Linked DNA regions of Mus musculus: regions 1 and 2 are each linked to region 3. The links are chromatin contacts, called in public HiChIP or PLAC-seq and capture Hi-C maps. All regions are on one chromosome and are shown on one strand. The core of a region is the stretch at or near the end of the contact, and the rest is flanking DNA. Distances in the headings are between cores, read along the strand shown. Region 1 holds the start of Cct6a (chaperonin containing Tcp1, subunit 6a (zeta)). Region 2 overlaps Sumf2 (sulfatase modifying factor 2). Region 3 overlaps Stx2 (syntaxin 2).

What was found. HiChIP or PLAC-seq counts read pairs in DNA pulled down with a chosen protein or histone mark. Capture Hi-C pulls out chosen DNA fragments and counts their contacts.
Region 1: a contact with region 3 is called in an H3K4me3 HiChIP or PLAC-seq map of bone marrow-derived macrophages, with 6 times the contacts expected there. The contact joins the promoter of Cct6a here to the enhancer-like site in region 3. A contact is called at or near these places in 1 of 39 promoter capture datasets (the HPC-7 cell line), 6 of 115 datasets of contacts at active chromatin or transcription factors (bone marrow-derived macrophages, fetal liver, large pre-B cells and 3 more) and 1 of 9 other capture datasets (adipose tissue).
Region 2: a contact with region 3 is called in a capture Hi-C map of embryonic stem cells, with 4 times the contacts expected there. The contact joins two enhancer-like sites. A contact is called at or near these places in 2 of 39 promoter capture datasets (both in embryonic stem cells), 2 of 115 datasets of contacts at active chromatin or transcription factors (both in embryonic stem cells) and 2 of 9 other capture datasets (embryonic stem cells and liver).

The regions. Positions count from the first base shown.
Region 1 is chr5:129,786,084-129,789,650 of GRCm38.p6, reverse strand. Cct6a (chaperonin containing Tcp1, subunit 6a (zeta)) reads right to left here and starts at 2,295. Exons shown (of 13, transcript NM_009838.2): 1 at 2,076-2,295; 2 at 1,354-1,417; 3 at 464-598. The coding sequence starts at 2,212. Psph (phosphoserine phosphatase) reads left to right here and starts at 2,398. Exons shown (of 8, transcript NM_133900.4): 1 at 2,398-2,696. Gm23245 (a small nucleolar RNA gene) reads right to left here and starts at 112; the gene lies at 1-112.
Region 2 is chr5:129,863,159-129,866,789 of GRCm38.p6, reverse strand. It overlaps Sumf2 (sulfatase modifying factor 2), which reads right to left. Exons shown (of 9, transcript NM_026445.2): 9 at 2,839-3,631. Phkg1 (phosphorylase kinase gamma 1) reads left to right here. Exons shown (of 10, transcript NM_011079.3): 7 at 504-594; 8 at 720-873; 9 at 1,690-1,815; 10 at 2,101-3,359. The coding sequence ends at 2,349. Among named protein-coding and RNA genes, the nearest start is that of Phkg1, 14 kb to the left of the region's middle. Within about 2 kb of position 2,114, at least 35 of the 459 cell types and tissues checked have an H3K27ac peak or open chromatin away from gene starts, as enhancers often do. A contact at or near this core is called in embryonic stem cells, where this site is marked.
Region 3 is chr5:128,998,601-129,002,281 of GRCm38.p6, reverse strand. Stx2 (syntaxin 2) reads left to right here. Exons shown (of 11, transcript NM_007941.3): 2 at 2,695-2,772. Among named protein-coding and RNA genes, the nearest start is that of Stx2, 8.1 kb to the left of the region's middle. Within about 2 kb of position 1,346, at least 99 of the 459 cell types and tissues checked have an H3K27ac peak or open chromatin away from gene starts, as enhancers often do. A contact at or near this core is called in the HPC-7 cell line, adipose tissue, bone marrow-derived macrophages and 3 more, where this site is marked.

The sequences.
Region 1 (3,567 bases), core at 1,046-3,545, 790 kb before region 3:
ATTGAAAAGGACACAGTACTCCTTTTAATGCAGAGGAAAAGAACAGACTTTACTCTAGCACAGAGTCAAGGCCAAGGGAACTACAGAGCACACTTGGGTGTTCACTGTGCAATCCACGAAAACTGGCTCCTAAAACTTTGCTGTAAGAGCTTGCTTCTTCTCTTGTCTACAGGACATCTGAAACTAATTCACATCATTTTGAGATCAGAGAATAGGCTCAGTAGGAGCAGTAACAGGCAGACAGACCTCCTGTGAGTCTGAGGCTAGCAGGTAAATGATAAACATGTAATCATTTACATACAGTCGGCAGGTTTTTTTCACTCATTTCAGACCAGGTTACAGACAGGCACAGGCTCCCAGAGCTAAGCAGCCCGACCATTCCACAGTGTGCCCTCAGCTAGCTTCACATCACTGTGTACCAATAGCCCACCAAACAGAGCACAGAAGCAAGAAGCATACATACTTCAGAAATGTACAGGTCCGCCTGTTTGAGCAGCTCCCCGATGATGAGGACATTGGATGTAGTGCCATCGCCAGTTATGTCATCCTGGGCTGTAGCCACTTTTGCTATCAAAGAGGCTGTTGGGTGTTGAATTTGCTGTAGGTAGAAAAAGAACTATTTAAATGACTTAAACCATTACCTAGGGTACAACATGGACAGGCTTCTTTCAATGCCTTCCACTAAGACTGCACAGTACTGCTGGCTACATTTTGCTTGGATTTCAAGCCATCCCCTTTACTAGGGTTTGAACTATAGGACCTGAAAGTGAGGGAAATGGGTAGTTGGGTCAATTTAATATGATCCCTGGGACAAAAATAATAACTATAAGACAGCCCGGTGTGAGAGGCATAGCTTTAATCCCAGTTTGAGGCCAAGCAGGGCTGCACAGTGAGATTTATCTTAAACAAACAAAAGTAAGATTTTCATTTCTCCTGCAGTTGAGTGGAAAGATGAGCATTTATTTTTTGGTTTTCTTTCCCATTGCCCTGTTTTTGAGACAAGGTCTCACTATGCTTATGTAGCTCTACCTGGTTTTGAACTCAAGAGATCTGGCTGAGTGCCGGGATTATAGCTATGTGGTACAATATTTAGCTAAAGTAGAGATAACAATATTCTTTTATACAATTTTTTATTTTAGCCCAGACTACAAAGTAGACCCCCCCAAAACAAACAAAAAACCCAAGGATCCAAACACATGTGTCACATTTGACAGAGTTCCTCACCCACTAAAGCACTTCCTATATTTCTGCCTGAAAGACATGATGACCTGATGAAGAATTTTATTCACCTCAAATGGAGCAAGAGGTCAAAAAAAAAAATTTTTTTTTAAACCCAGCCCGGCAGCCTCTTACCATTTCATGAAGCAGCACATTGCCATCTTTAGTAAGTTTGATGTCTCCAGCACCAGATACAAGCCTGCCAAATGGGAAGGAATTGATGAGCAAGGATGTGACTTTTTCTAATTAAAACAAAACAAGTAAGAATTCCACAAAGCAGCCAAGGGGAGGTAATGTATATCCCCCATCCCCTCTTGAAGGCAAGTGAATCACAGGGAGTTCCAGACAAGCCGTAACTTATCAGTCAGACCCGATCTCAACTAAATACATAAAGAAAATTCCCACAAAAAAGAATGAGGTGTAAAGGGAACCAAAGGAGGCTATGAAATATACGACTCCAAAGCAACCGCAATTTGAGGAACGGATACGAGAGGCGAGAAAAGAGAGTGAATTAAGACTAATTAAAAAAAAATCCAAGCGCTATGTCTCAGTGAACTTTATTCATTTGCTAGCTAACGAGGTAACAAAAACAGATCCCCTGAAATTTGGACTTTACTCCTACATCCCAGTAAACTCGGGGCCCGGGGCTGGGTTCGGGAAGGTTGCACACGCCACTCTCTTCCTCTATAAGAAATAGGTGCAAATGCCAACCCCGAAAGGCGCGGATTCGGGGGGTTTGGATGGGATGCAGCCCAGACATGGGAGAAAGAAAACGCTAGCGCGAAGGCCTGGAGGCAGCGACTCGAGTTTGCGGCCATCGAGCCGCCAGGCCCGCCCTCCCGCCAGCCCGGGCTTACATCTTCATGGTGCCCTTAGGCCCCAAGTTGGTCCTCAGAACATCCTGCAGGCCCCGAGCCGCGCTGATGTTCACCGCCAGCGCTGCCTGGGCCCGGGCCACCTCGGCCTTCGGATTTAGGGTCTTTACCGCCGCCATGGCTGGCCTAGCTCCGGGAGAGGCCGAGAACAACGTGCTCTCTGCGGGGTCTTCTCGAAAAGTCTTACGCACCCGGCCCGCCCCCGGCGTGCCCACAGAGCACCTCCATTGGGTGGCGACCCTCCTGCCGCCCGCTGATTGGCTTAATCCAACGCTGGTCTCTCTAAGACCCGCCCACCACGCCCAGTTGCGACGTCATTGCGCATCTGAGAAACTGGTTCTCCCGTCATCGGCACTCTGGATCTTAAGGTTCCGTTGTGCTCGCCCCCCAGCGTCACGGTTCGGCGCTTTTAAGAGTTTGCAGCGTGGAGGCTGCGCGGCTCCGCGGTGCAGGAAAAGCCCTGCAGGTCGTGTGTGAGGGATGCTTCGGCCTCTGCACTCGACTGGGTGTGACAGGAAGCAGAGGCGTCGGCCTCTAGTTGCAGGGTGTCTCTAGCTACTGGACTCCGGGATGCTTCCCTCACACTCTCGCGAGATTTCCCAGGTTCATTTTTTTTTTTTCCTTGCCTGTTTTATCCGTAAATTGGGGAGCACAGAAAATGGAGCCTTCCCCTGTACCCTGGTCGTTTTAAGACCCCGGAGGTTGACGGGAGGACTACGCTAGGTAGAAAGTACTAGATGGCTTTAGGAGTGGTGCGATGGGCGTTGAGGAGACTCAGGATCAGTCTGTTCTTAGGGCCCAGGTCATTGAGGCAGCTTGAAAACTAAAATGGATTTTGTTTTAATTTTTTTAAAATAATGAAACAAATAGTAATCCTTGTTTCATTCTATGTCCCAGCTAGACCACGAACTGTCTAACACGGACTGGTATTCTAACTCGTAGCAGTCCTGCTTCAACTTCCAAAGTGGTATGAGCTACTAAGCCTGCTAAAAACTAACAACTAATGGCTGGACAGTGGTGCCCAGTCTTTGAAAGCATTCTTTTAAACATTTTTTTAAAAAGAAAATAATATTAAGCGTATAAGTGTTTTTCCTGTCTGTATGTTGAGCACTTAACATATAGATACGTACTGAATTTTTAAACATGTATATGAATATGAATCACTTCTCCACACAGATGACAACTCGTAATGCCATTGGACGTATTCCACTGAGCTATATATACTGAAGGCTTTGCCATTTTGATAGGAAAGAAAAATTCTTATTCTTCTACTATACAGAGCCAGGCATAGTCACAACACGGGAGGCAAGCAGATCTCTGTGAGTTCAAGGCCAGCCTGGTCTGCATAGCAAGTTCCAGGCCAGCCGTGGCTACATAGGAAGACCCTGTCTAAAGAAAACAGAACTATAGGGTATGTAGCTCAGAGGATGAGTGCCGGTTTAACCGGTACAAAGGTCCTGAATACAGGAAATTT
Region 2 (3,631 bases), core at 865-3,364, 860 kb before region 3:
ATAAAAATTCTAGCATGTCAGTGGCTAATGAGATGGCTCAGTGGATCAAATGAGGACACAAGCATGAGGACCTGAGTTCGAATCCCCAGAGCCCATGTAACTCCAGCAATAGGCTGGCAGCTAGGAGGATCTCTCGGGGTTGCTGGCTGGTCTGCCTGAATCAGTCAGCTTCAGGCCAGTGAGAAATCCTGTCTCAAAAAGCAAGGTGAAAGCGGGGCGTGGTGGCGCACGCCTTTAATCCCAAGCACTTGGGAGACAGAGGCAGGTGAATTTCTGAGTTCCAGAGTCAGGTTCCCACCACCTGAGCTCCACGCCCGGGTGCCTAAAAGGACCTAGGAATCCACAGGTGACCCTCCGAGCCTGTGTAGTCTGCTGTTACTATTGAGTGTAAAATAGGAGAGCCCTCCCAAGCACTGTTTTTGTCCTGTCTCTTGGATCTCTTGGGTAACTTCTTCCAAGGGAGGGCCCCTGGTGTCCTGTCCTGATAGCAGCCGTTCCCGCAGAGGTTTGTGGGACTCCCAGTTATCTGGCCCCTGAAATCATACAGTGCTCCATGGACGACGGCCATCCTGGCTATGGGAAGGAGGTGGACATGTAAGTGATCTGGGGGACCTAGGGGGTTGGGGGGGAAGAGGTGGCCTGACTCCAGTGAGACTACTCCTGCATGCTTCCCCTACCCGTGAGGCTAAAGGTGACACGAGGCCCCGCCCACCCTCCAGGTGGAGCACAGGCGTCATCATGTACACTCTGCTGGCTGGCTCCCCGCCTTTCTGGCACCGGAAGCAAATGCTGATGTTGCGGATGATCATGGACGGCAAATACCAGTTTGGCTCACCAGAGTGGGATGACTACTCTGACACAGTGAAAGACTTGGTGAGAGGCCATGGCCGCCCGCTCCCCAGATGTCAAGGGACAGGAGCATGTTCCAGAGTGGAGGGATCACTGTATCTGTCTCAATAATGTTAATAAAATACCTAGCAAGGGGCTGGTGAGATGGCTCAGCAGGTAAGAGCACCCAACTGTTCTTCCGAAGGTCCTGAGTTCAAATCCCAGCAACCACATGGTGGCTCACAACCATCCCTAACAAGATCTGACTCCCTCTTCTGGTGTGTCTGAAGACAGCTACAGTGTACTTACATATAATAAATAAATAAATCTTAAAAAAAAAAAAAAACAACCTAGCAAAAACCACTGAAGGGCCAGGAAATGGTGGCACATGCCTTTAATCCCAGCACTTGGAAGACAGAGGCAGGCGGATTTCTGAGTTCGAGGCCAGCTTGGTCTACAAAGTGAGTTCCAGGACAGCCAGGGCTACACAGAGAAACCCTGTCTTGAAACGCCCCCCCCCCCAAAAAAAAAAAACCTACTTAAGGAAGGAAGGGTTTGTTTATGGCTACAGATCTGTGAGGACCATCCACAGTCAGGAAGCAGAGGGAGATTAATGTTGGGGATTAGCTAGCTCATTTTCTCTTTTCCATCCAGGGCCCCAGCCCATGAACTGGAACCACCCACATTTAGGGTGTAGCTTTTCACCTCAACCTGTGTGAACAATCCCTCACAGACAGGTCCAGAGACCTGCTTCCATTGTGGTCCTAAATCCTAGCAAGTTGGCAATCAGGACCGACACTCACCCCCCGGTGTTTTCCAGAACGCTGCCATGATATTCTCAGGTCCCTTATGTTCTCCCAGGTGTCTCGATTCTTGGTGGTGCAACCTCAGGACCGCTGCTCGGCGGAAGAGGCCTTGGCACACCCTTTCTTTCAGGAGTACGTAGTAGAAGAAGTACGGCACTTCAGCCCCCGAGGGAAGTTCAAGGTACTGAAATTTAACCTTCCCTAAGGCTCTTGGGGGAGGCTGCTGTTGGCTCCTGCTGGCACCAGGCTCTCAGAGCTTTAAGCTATGAGGGAATGCCTTGTACCCACTGTTCCAATTCAATTTCTGGTTGCAGGGGATGTCAGCTAACCGACCCTGTTACCTAAATCCCTACAGATGCTTGTAGCCTGGGAATAGGGGACATCATGAAGGGCACCCCCAAAGCCAGCTAAGGTTTCCCGACAAGCTTTGCTGCGGGCTGAGGGTTCTAAGTGCTGCCCCCTGCAGGTGATCTGTCTAACTGTGCTGGCATCAGTAAAGATCTACTACCAGTACCGTCGGGTGAAGCCGGTAACCAGGGAGATCGTCATCCGAGACCCCTACGCCCTTCGGCCGCTGCGGAGGCTCATTGACGCCTATGCTTTCCGTATCTACGGCCACTGGGTGAAGAAAGGGCAACAGCAGAACAGAGCCGCCCTCTTCGAGAACACGCCCAAGGCTGTGCTCCTCTCCTTGGCTGAGGAGGAGGACTTCTGAAGGGCAGCGGGGGCCCAGGGGAAAGCAGACAGAGGGACTTGTGAGAAGAGGATGCCCCAAGTAGCCTTCTGCAAAGGAATAGGTGGCCCTACTCTGTGCTCTCAAAGGCTTGCCTCTAGAAGCACAGGGTGTTCCCAGTAAACAGCAGTAATTACAGCTGGAGCTGGATGTGCTGTGGCATGTGCCTGTTGCCCCGAGACAGTAGGATCACGGGTTCTAGCCCAGCCCGGGAAGTCTAGTGATGCTTATTTCAAAATAAAAATGAGGCTGGGAATGTAACCCTGTGGTGAGTGTAAGGTCTCCAAATTCAACCTCTGGTACAGCTAAAATAGATAATAAATAAATAAATAATAAATCCAACGCAGCTGAGACCGTGATAGGCAGAAATGGAAGGGCATAGAGCACATGTATTCTGGGAGCTATAAGCCTTCTGGCTTCTCTACTGTGCACCTTTGTTGATGTCTATAGTTTTCTTGTTTTTTTTTTTAAGATTTATGCATTTTATGTATGTTTTAGCTGCATGCATTTTATGTAACCCACATGCATGCAGTACCTGTAGAGGTCACAAGAAGGCATCAGAAACCCTGAAACTGGAGTTGTATAGATAGCTGAGCCCACCTTGTGGGTGGTAGGAATTGAACCCCTCCTCAGCAAGAACAGGCGCTCATAACTGTCTAGCTAAAGTTATGGATATTTGAGGAAGTGAAAGCAGGAGTTCAAGGTCATTTGTGGCTACACAAGGAGCTTGAGGCTAGCCTGGGCTACATGAAACCCTATCTCAAACAACAATTATATTGTGCTTCCTGATATACATAAGAATTTATTGACCTCGGGCTGGTGTGATGGCTCAGTGGGTAAGAGTACCCGACTGCTCTTCCAAAGGTCCAGTGTTCAAGTCCCAGCAACCACATGGTGGCTCACAACCATCCGTAACGAGATCTGATGCCCTCTTCTGGTGTGTCTGAAGACAGCTACAGTGTACTTACATATAATAAATAAATAAATCTTAAAAAAAAAAAAGGATTTATTGACCTCATAAGATCCAGTTCTTCTTCAGGGACATGTCTGCAGGATACACAGAAGGCCCTACATGATTAGCTAACTCTCAGAGAAGGTTCTGGCATTTGTCTTCCTAGAGGGGCACTGACTTTGGTTCTCCCACAATGCACATCTTCACTTCATAAATCATTTGCTTTACTGGGGCTTTTAAATAGTGGGCGTGGTGTGTAATCCCAGCAGGACCCAGGAAGCTGAGGTAGGAGGATCGAGAGTTCGAGACCAG
Region 3 (3,681 bases), core at 97-2,596:
CTTAGAGTTTACTCTGAAGCCCAGTTTAGCCTCAAACTCGGAATCCGCCTACCTCGATGTGTTGTACAGAGTAGCTTCAAGTTTGTTTGGTTTGTGTATTTGGTTGTTTTTTGGGGCCTCTCTGTGTAGCTCTTGCTGCCCTTGAACTTGCTCTGTAGACCAGGCTGGCCTTGAACTCACAGAGATCCACCTCTCTCTGCCTCCTAAGTACTTATGGTCTAGCTTGCTGGCTTCAAACTGGAGATCCTCCTGCTCCAGTTTCCTAAGGCAATTTGAGACTTCAGGTGTGAAATCAGGGTGTCAGCATCTCTGAAAGCCTGGATTTCTCCTTGCAGCTCCTAGATTCTGAGATACCCATCTTTGACACTCCATCCCCAAGGATACAGAGCTCCCTGGGCCAACCTCTGCTTTGTTCTCAGCTGCCTGCTGTCTTCCTTGCTGACCGAGTCAGCTTGATGATTTTAGCTTGTCCTCACACACACACCATCCCCAACCCCTGGAGTGAGCCACCCTAACAAGGCATGGCAGTGCCCCTATTCCACATGTGGTTCCCTTGCTGAGGGCTGTTGGGACAGCCTGTAATTCTTCAGCACTGCCCGTCATTCCAGGCATCTGGAGAGCAGCGGGTAGGCTTCTTGGGGGAAGTCACACAGAAGGGGCATCCCTGTGTGTGTGTGTGTGTGTGTGTGTGCGCGCACGCTGCGCTATGCTTCATGAATATAGAAGATAACCTTTTAGGTGATACCCATTTTTCATTAAGCTGGTCGTGGCTGTGTTATGTCCCTGGTGACAAAGGTTGCTCTCACACTCCTGTGTGTGTTTTAGAGCAGCACTCCAGCTGTAACTAACCAGCTGTCTTATCCAAATAATCAGCACTAGAGGAGAGGGGATATGGTTTGGGAAGAGCTGATTGGGCCTTAGTGAGGGTCCTGTGTGGAACCAGTGGCTTTTTATTTTTTCTTCTTCTTGGCACAGTCTTTCTGTTGTGTAACTCTGACTGGCCTGGAACTCACTATGTAGATCATGCTGACCTCGAACTCACAGTGATTCCCCAGCTTCTGTATCCTGAGTGCTAGGAATTAAAAAAAAAAAAAAGTGAATGAATGAATGAGTAAATAAGTAAGTAAATATGCACCACACTCCAACTTTGACCATGCTTCTTAAATTTGCAGATTTTTCTTAGCTGAGAACTGCAGTGATATCTTGTCTGCAAGGTTTCCTGGGTAGTAGTGGGCAGTAAAGGAACACCTCTGTGTGTCAGGCCTGCAGGGTAAAGGCTGGTAAAGGCCCCCAAGCAATGGAGGTTCCTAAGATGCCTTGCTGGGCTTGGCTGCCGGAAAGGAGGCCTGATCGTGCTGACTCATGGCGCTGGCTGCCCTGGAGGATAGAGCTCAGCAGGTCCCTCCCCTGCGCCTCCTGGCAGGCAGGGCTCAGCAATAGGACTTAGATAGAGACCATCTTCGAGGGGCCACGTATAGCTGTCCACAAAAACTGCTTCTGGCTAACTGAGACTTGTCTGTGCTGCCAGAGGCTTGGGCAGCCCGGAAGAGAGGCTGCCCAGTCAGGACCAGCATCCCTCCTGCATCCTGTGCTCTCAAGGTTCCAGGCAGGCCTCAGAGGCAGCAGCTGGGCAACTCTCCTGACCCAAGGCCATGCAGGGAGCTTCGGAAGTGCCTACTCCTGTTGTCTTGGATCCCGCCTTAGGCTGTTTCGAACAAGTAGCCCCATTCTAGCCCTTGTCTGAAATGCCTTCTTCTCCCCCACTGTTATTGATTCTGTCTTCCTCAACCCCTCTCTCCTTGTCAGGGTGTTTATTATTATTAAACACAGTGCGCGGTGGTCATCGCCCTCTTAGAAAGTATGCATGCGCCGACATATCTTGGAAGTTACCATGCACTCAAAGTTTTTGTTTGTTTTTGGATAAGGTCTCCTGTTTCCCAAGCTGGCCTTGAACTCACTCTGTAATGGAGCTGATCTGGAACTTCTAACCATTCTGCCTCTGTCTCCTAAGGGCTGGGATTACAGGGGCGGGCCACCAAACCTGGTAGCAGCTTATTATTTTCATGTGTTATTTTTTAAAAATTTGTTTTATTTTTCCTGCATGTATGCTGCACACCAGAAGAGGGTATCAGGTCCCATGAGGCTAGAGTTTTAGAAGTTAAGAGCCACCCTGTGGGTGCAGGGAACTACATTTAGGACCACTGGAAGAGCAGCCGGCGCCCTTACCACTGAGCCATCTCTCCAGCCTCTACCCCCAGTAGCATTTTTAATCTTTACAGAAAGTATAAACATTACAGGGATAGTGATGTAGCCCAGTGTTCAGAGAAGATACCGAGCATGCTCAGAGCCCTGCGTCAGTCCCCAGGATGACTCTGTGTGTGTGTGTGTGTGTGTGTGTGTGTGTGTGTGTGTGTGTGTAGTAATCTCTTCATGGAGAACAATCTGTTTCGAATGGCCCTGACTCTGGTGTAGATGGCAGCACCTGCCGTGGGGATCTGGCCTTCATTGACTCCCCCGGCTGCCCCCTTTTTTCCAGCCCATGTTTCTGTCACCAGGTAGAAGCTGCACTATTGGATGGTTGCAGGCTGTGGAGCATGGCTCCTCCCCTGCACTTGGTGTCCCGTGAGCTGAGGAGCTGGGGCCCTGAGTCGCTCTTCGGCCTTTGTGACACCTGGGAAATGTTTTCTGTTCCAGTGTAGGACAAACGACGATGGAGACACTGCTGTCGTCATTGTGGAGAAGGATCATTTCATGGACGGTTTCTTCCATCAGGTGGGTATTTAATGACGCATGGCCTCAGACTTTACCTCTGGCCACAGTTACCTCACAAGTTTATAGTCACATGTAGAGCAGCACACTTGTGTACCCTGAGACTGCGTTTTGTCTAATGGCATACCCTGTGATCTGACTGTGATCCCGTGTGGCACTAGTGCCGTCAAAGCCATCTGGGAAGTCCCCCCGCCACCCGTTTCTCCTTGTATCCCTATCGTGACTGACTTGTGACTGACTGTATTTTTGCTTGCCTTAATTTTGGAGTTTCCGGATGACGTCTCATGGTGTGTGGCCCAGGTTAGCTTTAACCTTGCCATCCTCCTGCCTCAGCCTCCTGAGCATGGCTGTGTTTAAAGTTATTTGAAGTATGTAAGTTCTTGGGGACTTTCAGCATCGTCACAATAGTAGTTAATATTGAGACAGCCTCAAGTGACTGCGTGCAGACAGCCTGGGAGGAAGGGTGGAGGCATTGCAGAGTGGAGGGCCAGTGTACTGGGGTCGTGGATCGGGCCCTGTGCTTGTGCTCTCCCTATGACTTGGATCTGTAAGATCTCAAGCAGTACTTCCTCCCTTGGGAAGCCAGCCACATCCCTGGAGTGGCTTTTTAAAGGATCGCACCTTGAGCCTTGTGACATCTCAGGAACCCAGGCTTCCTAGTCCCTTGGAGGCAGGAATTCTGGCATCTAGCTCAGTGCCTGGGGCCACATTTGCTGTTGCTGTTGGTCACCTGTGAAGCAGGTTGCTGGTGTTCTGAAGCCGTTGACTGCGGTTGTTTTTAATCCAGATTCCCCCAAGAGCATGAGCTGCATTTGCTACAGACTTCATTTCATAGTTTCTCCTGTGGACTGAGGTCTTAGAGAAGGAAACAAACAAGGCTTGTTAATGTAAGGCCATGGGGAGGAAAGGCCC